Regions from separate parts of the Sus scrofa genome. Here region 2 is linked to region 1. The links are chromatin contacts, called in public HiChIP or PLAC-seq maps. All regions are on one chromosome and are shown on one strand. Each heading gives the region's core, a stretch centred on a gene start, on an enhancer-like site or on the middle of the called end of the contact. The rest is flanking DNA. Distances are from core to core; before and after follow the strand shown.

Region 1 (4,160 bases), core at 639-3,138:
TGGATAAATATCAATCTGCGGATCCTTGAATTTAATTCATTTTCCCTACACCCCAGACTTTAAACTGTGTGAGGAGAAGGCAGATTCAGAGGCAGGCTGACATCTGTAGGCCAACGCTGCATTTGTATCTGCATTTGTATCGGTAAGCAACACTCCTCTCATTCTCAACTCTTCTTCGTTACCTGAAGATGCCCAACCTCCAGTGAGACCTCCATACACTGCCTGCAGTTTCTGATGTATTATTTATTTATTGGGCCACGCCTGTGGTATGTGAAAATTCTGGGGCCAGGGACAGAACCTGTACCACAACACTGACAACCCCAGGATCCTTAAGCTGTTGAGCCACTGGAGAATTCCACTTCTTGATATCTTTAATCAATCTGAGTTGATTCAGGCTCAAATGAAATCGTGTCAGCAGCAAAGAGAGGAGAAGCAGACATGGGACTCTTAGAGGGTAATTCTGGCCATTGCCCTATGCAACTGTCACAAGCTGTAATCTCTTGCAACCTCAATTTTGTTGACTATGGATGGGATGAGATTTGTCTCCCAAAGTTACCGTAAGGATCCCTACACTGTGTAGCACATTGTCCATTTATAAATGGAAGCTATTGTTATTATTTATTTAATTATTTATTTATTTGGGGAGTGAAAAGTCAAATATGACAACATATTTTAACACATATTTAACCTTCCTTCCAACAGTCTTCTGGAGAATGTGATGAAAACTATGGACTAGCACCGTCCAATGAAAACATCATGCCTGTCGACATAGGTAATTTAAAACGTCTTAGTGTCATATTCAAAAAACAGGCAAAACTAATTTTAATTATATGTTTAACCAAACACTAAAAAATTCTTATCCTTTCAACATGCAATCAGTTTAAAATTATTGATGTATTTTACATTGTATTTTTTTATACCAAGTCTTCAAAATCCAGTGTGCATTTTTACACTTTCATTACAGCTCAATTTGGGCACTAAATTTTCAATGATTAAGTCAAATGTAGTCCTACCCAAATAATTTGTGTTTAACATAAGCATGTTACCCTGCTTCAGTTTTTAATTTAAAGCAAACTTGTGTAAAACAAACAATTCAGGGTCTCAGTCACAGTAGCCATGTTTCAAATGTTCACTAGCGGCTACCGTTTTGGACTGCATCTTCTCTAGAATTTCGTTTGTCCTTCTAGTGTATTCATGGACCTCGTGATCCGTGCTTTACATGTCACTTGGTTAAGAATTGTCTTTTTCACGTTTTATAAGGCAATTCACAGTTTTGAAGAAGCCAAAAAGTTACTTTCCATATGGCCACTATTCAAATTTACTTGTGAATAAATTCCTTGAGCTAAATCAAACAATCTTCTACAAACTGGAAACTGAACCACTGAGCTGGACTTAGAAAAGTAAGTTGAGGTTATAGTGGTTGAACCACTTTGGGCAGCTGCTCTGTATCTCGATCTTCTGGTTTGATCAGAGGACCTAACTTCTAATATTAAAGTGACTGATTTTCACCTTCCTGCTCAGTAAACTTCAGGGTCTTCACTTCTTAGGGCACACAAAGCTCTCTCAAAAAAACCAGGCAGTAGCCGCGGAACTTGCATACTGATAGGGATTTATCAAAAGCCCTCTCCTATTTTTAGCCAAAGCAACTGCTTGCCAATTCAGTTTCTGGAGAGAGAAATGCTTCCAGTACAAAACATTCAGGCGGGGCGGACAAAAATCCCCTAAGACTACTCCCACCGAAACTAGGTAGTGCAATTGTTTTTCCGCGACGGCTTCAGCTCGCCCCAGCAAGCCCGCGAGCTGGGCGCCGCCGCAAGCAGCCTGCTCCCAGCGCGGCGCAGCCCTGCCCGGCCCGAGGGCGTGGCCGGGAGCCGAGGGGGCGTGTCCTGGCGCGGGGGCGGGGCGGGTGGGAGGAGCCAGGAGGCGGAAGTTCCCGCGGGCGGCGGGGAAGGCGCACGCAACGGAGTCACTTGTCAGCTCTCGTCTGAGGCGGAGGCAGAGCCGCTGCGGCCCCGAGGTGAGTTGCCGTCCGCCGGGGATGTACGTCTGCGATCCCCGGTAGGAAGGAGGGAAAGAAGGGGTGGCCGTGCGCCGAGCGCTTGGGTGGACGCTCAGCTAGGGGAGAGGAGAGGCGCGCTGAGCGCTGGGAGGTTTCTCAGGTGTTTGCTGGACGCCCAACGGCTTGGGAGGAGAAGCGCCCTGGAAAAGGCGGCGCGGGAGTGGGCGCCAGGCCAGAGGACGGGCACCGGAGCCCGGGAGGGCCGGCACGAGCGCGGCGGAGGCAGGGACGCGGGACCCGGGCGCCCGGCGTGGCGAGCGCGAGCGCGGAGGGGCTCCCCGGGCACCCCCGCACCGACCTGCGATCCGGCTGCGGGGCGCCGCCGGGCACCCACCTAGGCGTCCCGGGGCACAATCGTCCTGTGCGAATCTCCGGGCGGTGTGGGTGGGAAGCGGGGCTAAACGGGAATGGCGTGTGCATTTTTTTTTATTTGCTCTCACGCCGAGAAGCGTGTATTTCCCCCGCATATTTAGGATTGTGTAACCTGTTAGGGGGAAACTTCCGTGCGTCCAGAAATAAAAGCTTTTTTAAAAAAACAAATCTGCCGTGAACGCCGGATTTATTAGTACTTGCGTACTTGTTGGGGCTTTTTAAAGGCTGTGCCTTCGGTTCGTTTGACAATAAGTGGAAAAAGGAAGGGCGTATGGACAGGGCAGAGCTTGGAAAGAAAATTCGTGGCTGCGCTGGGCAGGGCAGGTCTAGGGTGTGATCGCCAGATCCTATCCCAAGTCCGCCTTCCTGACCACGAGGACATCGCAACCCGCCTGGCCTCGGAAACAGCCGGCTCGGGAACCTTATTTGGCAAACAGGGCTAGGCGTGAACCTCTCCGCTGGCAAACTGTCTCGTCGCCTGCTTTCATCCAGTGCCTGTGGCTTTAGTTCTTTCACTCTATCTCCGCAGTCTCTGAGTCTGCGGAAAAAGAATCTCAAGATACTGCTTTAATTGCAGACTCTTCTTGTCACTCCCAGCAATTCATCAGGAGTTTTCCTTTCCCTCTTCCCACCCACCAAAGAAGCTTAGATAGAAGTGTGGGAAATACCAAGCTTCCTTCCCAAGTACTTGAGTGAAGACATCGTTCGGACTTTCCCTAAAGGAAATCCAGCACCATACAGAAGTTCCAACATTTTCTACATGTTTGAAAGCGGAGAGGCTGCTTGCTATTTCCTGCCTGCTTGGTATTTTAGGCAGACTTTGGGCATTAATAACCAGAGGAGAGACACCTGGAAAAGGCCAATAATGTTACCGTTGCTTAAGGGATCAGAATATTTTAAGGCAGGTGGAGCTAGCAAAGGGAGAATACTGGAAAGGAAATGACATGGACTAGGAATGAACTGACACGGGTTCCTGTAGTGTGGCCGTGACCTGGCCAGCGCTAGAAATTTTAATAACAAATGAGGGAAATCAGGAAGGAAACTCCAAGTAAGGGGAAGTTGCAGGTACATGGGTTAATATATGAATTAAATACATTTTCTTGTAGGGAACAATGAGATCAGAGGAAGTTGAGCCTGACTTTCACATTCTTCTCCTGACGAAGGTTAAAGATTAAAAAAGAAGGAGAGGCAGGCTGCCTGTGAAATATCTGTCGGCTTTATGCACTTTTAATTTGTGTTGTGAGCCATTATTAAAATAGTCTTTCTCTAGAAGTTCTCTGAAACTCTTTTATTACAGCAAGAAAGCAATTACATTATTTGTTGCCCCTTATGACGGCCTTACTGCTCATTTTTCACATACATCTAATAGTCTGACCTCTGGTTTGGCCTTTTCATCTTTTTAGTGCCTGTTACATCAGTACTGATGTAACATATTACCGCCTGGTAGTATGCTAGTGGAAAAGCCCGTTTTCTTTCTGGGTAGATGCAGTGAGGATTTTCACTGATTTTTTTTTTTTTAAGAGCTAGACTTGAAAGCATTTGTTTGTTTGTTTTGTTTTTTAGGTTCCCAGGCAAGGGGTCAAATCAGAGCCGCAGCTGCCAGCCCACACCACAGCCACAGCAACGTGGGATTCGAGCCACATCTGCAACCTACACCACAGGTCACAGCAATGCTGGATCCCCAACCCACTGAGCAGGGCCAGGGGTTGAACCTGCATTCTCATGGATA
Region 2 (4,160 bases), core at 939-3,438, 230 kb before region 1:
ACAAAAAAAAAAAAAAAAGAAAAGAAAAAAGAAATTTGGACACAGACAAATGTATTTTAGGCCTTTTCTTTTTTTCCCCCGTTTTTGGCCACCCTGCAGCACATGGAGTTCTTGGGCCAGGGGTCAAATCCCAGCCAGACTGCAACCTATGCCACAGCTGCAGCAACACCTGATACTTAACCCACTGCAACGGGCTGGGGATCAAACCCAAGTCCCTGCTGCTGCAGAGACACCTTCAATCCCATTGCACCATAGTGGAAACTCTGACAAGTATAGTTAGAAGACCATGCAAAGTTACTAAGTGGGAGGAAGTGACACGGGAAGGAAGGATATATGTGCCAACCAACTTTCAGTCTGACACATAGAAGTCTAAACTCAGCCTGGCTTTCCAGGTCATTTTCAAATTAGGATGATATAACATATTTTAATTTTATATTTTTTAGTCGTATTTTTAATGTGTAGATATTGAGATATATGGTATGCAAGTTTCCATTTTCACTCTGGTCTCAGCTGTACAAAATGTTAAGGGGTTAGTACTGCTGCAGAAAATTGCCCTAAAAGGTCAACAGTATCATCTAATCGATGAGACTATTGAAAAGAGAGGAAAGGTGAGGAAACTGAGACTTAGAGATGTTATACATAATTTTCCCAAAGTCACTAAGTTAAGAGAATCCATTTTCAGTATAAGATCTAGTTGAATATGAAGCAAATATTCTTTTTATTCCATTGCATGTACAGGATGGTGACTACACCTAATAATGCTGTATTGCATATTTGAAAGTTGCTAAGAGACTACATATTTTTTTTTGCTTTTTGCTTTTTGCTTTTTAGGACTGCACCCATGACATATGGAGGTTCCCAGGCTAGGGGTCGAAGCAGAGCTACAGCGGCTGGCCACAGGCATAGCCACAACAACACCAGATCTGAGCCGCGTCTTTGACCTACACCACAGCTCATGGCAATGCCGGATCCTTAACTCACTGAGGGAGGCCAGGGATTGAACCCACAATCTCATGGTTCCTAGTCGGATTCATTTCCTCCGCGCCACGATGCGTACTCCGAGAGAATATATCTTAAAGCAAACATTTTTCATTGCCAAAAATAATTTACTATTTACAAGCTGATGTAGCCTTGATGATATCTTTTAACATGTATGCATAAATCCAGGGCATTTCATGGGATATCAAAGATAGGCACAATGGAAATCTCAATTATTCAGTCATTGAGCCTACATTTTATGGGCCCAGACAATTTTATAAGGGGGTTCATGTTAAACAATTCAAAACACTGATTTAGCAAACAGAGTGCCAAGAGTTCCCTTGTGGCTCAGCGGTGGAACCAGTGAACTAGTATCCAGGAAGACTTCCTGGCCTCACTCAGTGCGTTAAGGATCGGGTTGCCATGAGCTGTGGCTTAGGCGGCGGCCCTGCTCCAATCCACATTGCTGTGGGCTGTGGTGTAGGCCAGAAGCTGCAGCTCCAATTCCACCCCCAGCCTGGGAACCTCCATATGCCGCGGGTGCGGCCTAGAAGGAAAAAGGGAAAAAAAAAAGAGAACAGAGTGCTAATTCAAGTTTACACTGAACAATATAACAGGGTAATGACTTGAAGTAATTTTTCTTTAAAGGAAATGCCAACAAGAGGACCAAATTACGACTCAGAAAATTACGTGTTTCATCTAATGCTAAACAAAGAGTATAAATATCCTTAAGTTAATATTTGCATCAAGATAAGTGAATTAATTGTCATACTCCACTGTAGGAACACCCCAGCCAACACTGGGAGGCAGTTTATATGCTTTTAAGGTCAACATACTCGGGTTTTCCTCCTTTCTAATAAACTACCTAAAATCTGCTGGCCTCGCTTTCCTCATTTTGTTAAAAGAGAAGAAAAGAAACGGCTTCTGGTAAGGGTTGAGATTATACGTAAAACAATTACAACAACGATGTTTTACTGTCCACATATTATGTAAATATTATAAATTATAACTTATCAAATATTATAGTAAATATTCTTATTATGCTACCTGTTGCCATTGTGCTATTTATTATTGTTCTATTTAACAACTTTCTGGCTAACCTGGAGAAACAGGCCACAAACGCCCTTCCAAGGCAAAGAGGCGGGTGCGAGTTACCATAGCAACAGCGCGCGCCTAGACATTTTCCTCTTTCACGTCGTCGTCGTCGAAGAGAAAAGTCTAGGATGCGTGTTGCGTCATCACTACGCGCTCATTGGGCTTCTCCCTGCTGCTTTAGAAGGTCCCAGCCCGGCTACCGTCGCTCCACGCCAGGAATTATTTTTTTCATTTCAACCTTTGTTACCTCGCACCGCGACTGCAAAAGCGTAAGTACCAAGGGAAGAAAGATAGCAAGCGAGCGAGCATTAAAAGAGATGCGGCAGCACACTCTCCACTACCCAACCTTCCCTGTGCGTTCTGATCCTATCAGCTTCCTCTCAGCTGGGATCGCGCCGCGTCAACTTCCGGGCGGGTGCCCGCCAGCACGGCCTCCGCCGCTCCCCTCCTTTGGCCCCTTTGTGTCCCCGCAGTGTCGAGGCACCGGCCCTGGCACGTCTTCTCTGGAGGCAGGGAGCACCGTAGTGCAGGGAGCCTCTCACTGTGGGCGGGCGCGCTGCCCGCAGGGGGGTTAGCGTGGGGAACGTGCCTGCGCGTGCTGGGGTAAGAGGAGGTTGCACGAGGGTCAGCGTGTGGAAGGAGGGGCGGAGGGGGGTGGGCAGCGAAGGGGAGTAAAAAGAGCATTGGAAAAATTTTAAACGATAACCCCTGTCCACCTTCTATTTGTTGTGGCCTAACAATGAGTCGCAGCCATAATAGTCATTCTGAGCCACTGGCATGTTTGCGGGCTCTTAATTGCCTTGGGAATGACCTGCTGTGGCTTTGTATTTTATATTGTTTTCATGGCCTCTTTTTTTCTCTTTTTTTATTTTCTCCCTGCAGATAGTTCATTTAAAGCGCCCAACCCCACGAGGTAGTGGTTTCTACCAATATGAATCTTTTCAACTTGGACCGCTTTCGCTTTGAGAAAAGGAATAAGATTGAGGAAGCGCCCGAAGCAACACCTCAACCCTCCCGGCCTGGCCCTTCTTCACCGATTTCTCTTAGTGCTGAAGAGGAGAATGCTGAAGGGGAAGTTAGCAGGGCAGGCACCCCTGATTCAGATGTAACTGAAAAAACAGGTGAGTTACAACGTTGCAAATTGATGTAGCAGCAAGAGATAGAGTGTTTTGCTTTTGTTTTTGTTTTTTTTTTTTTAAGAAGAAAGGCAGAAGAGATTCTAATTTTTGTTCTTGATGTCATTCATACTGATGCAGTGTCCTTCACCATGCCCTTTTAAATACAGCTTTACAGACCTTAGGTACCATATACTTCCAACTGATTATCCATCCATAGTTGTTTCACTTGTATATCAGTTCTTAGAATATGGCCAAGTATTGGAAGCGAAAACAGAATTTAGGTCAGAATGGTTGCTACTGGAAAAACAACTAGGTGATCCAGTCCTGCGCTGGACTTTGAAGCTGTTATTGCCAGACTTTTACATTCATTCCAGTATTCCTCCAAAAAATGTTGATCACCTACTATGAGCTAGACTTTATTCACGGTGCCAGAAGACAACCTCTGCGAACAAATGAAGAACAAATCACATTCAGATTTTGCCAATCACTTGACTTCCTGGAGATCTCCAAAGTGCAAATGAATGATGAGAATTCTTCATGGTGCCAGCAAATAGTCATGAGACAATAGAATTTGAGAAAAAGCAAAAAAATAGCTTTCCCATTTTAATCTATATTCTTTAAACAGTTAAAAATTAGAATATATTTGCAGAGTTCCCACTGTGGCTCAGTGGGTTAAGAACCTGACTGGGAGGAGTTCCCATTATGGCTCAGCTGTAACAAATCTGACTGTTATCCATGAGGACATGGGTTGGATCCTTGGCCTTGTTCAATGAGTTAAGGATCTGCGTTGCCATGACCTGTGGTGTAGATCCCATGTGGCTTGGATCTGGAGTTGCTGTGGTTATGGTGTAGGCCGGCACCTGCAGCTCAGATTCCACCTCTCACCTGGGAACTTCCATATGCTGCAGATGTGGCCCTAAAAAGCAAAAAAGAAAAATAAAATAATTTTTTTAACTAAAAAAAAGAATA

Evidence for each region. HiChIP or PLAC-seq counts read pairs in DNA pulled down with a chosen protein or histone mark.
Region 2: an H3K27ac HiChIP or PLAC-seq map of alveolar macrophages shows a contact between it and region 1. The contact joins the promoter of SMARCAD1 here to the promoter of PDLIM5 in region 1. A contact is called at or near these places in 2 of 47 Hi-C or Micro-C datasets (heart right ventricle and liver) and 1 of 2 datasets of contacts at active chromatin or transcription factors (alveolar macrophages).

Annotation. Positions count from the first base shown.
Region 1 is chr8:125,257,697-125,261,856 of Sscrofa11.1, reverse strand. PDLIM5 (PDZ and LIM domain protein 5) reads left to right here and starts at 1,888. Exons shown (of 18, transcript XM_021101756.1): 1 at 1,888-2,017.
Region 2 is chr8:125,486,499-125,490,658 of Sscrofa11.1, reverse strand. SMARCAD1 (SWI/SNF-related matrix-associated actin-dependent regulator of chromatin subfamily A containing DEAD/H box 1) reads left to right here and starts at 2,188. Exons shown (of 24, transcript XM_005666984.3): 1 at 2,188-2,342; 2 at 2,956-3,194. The coding sequence starts at 3,005.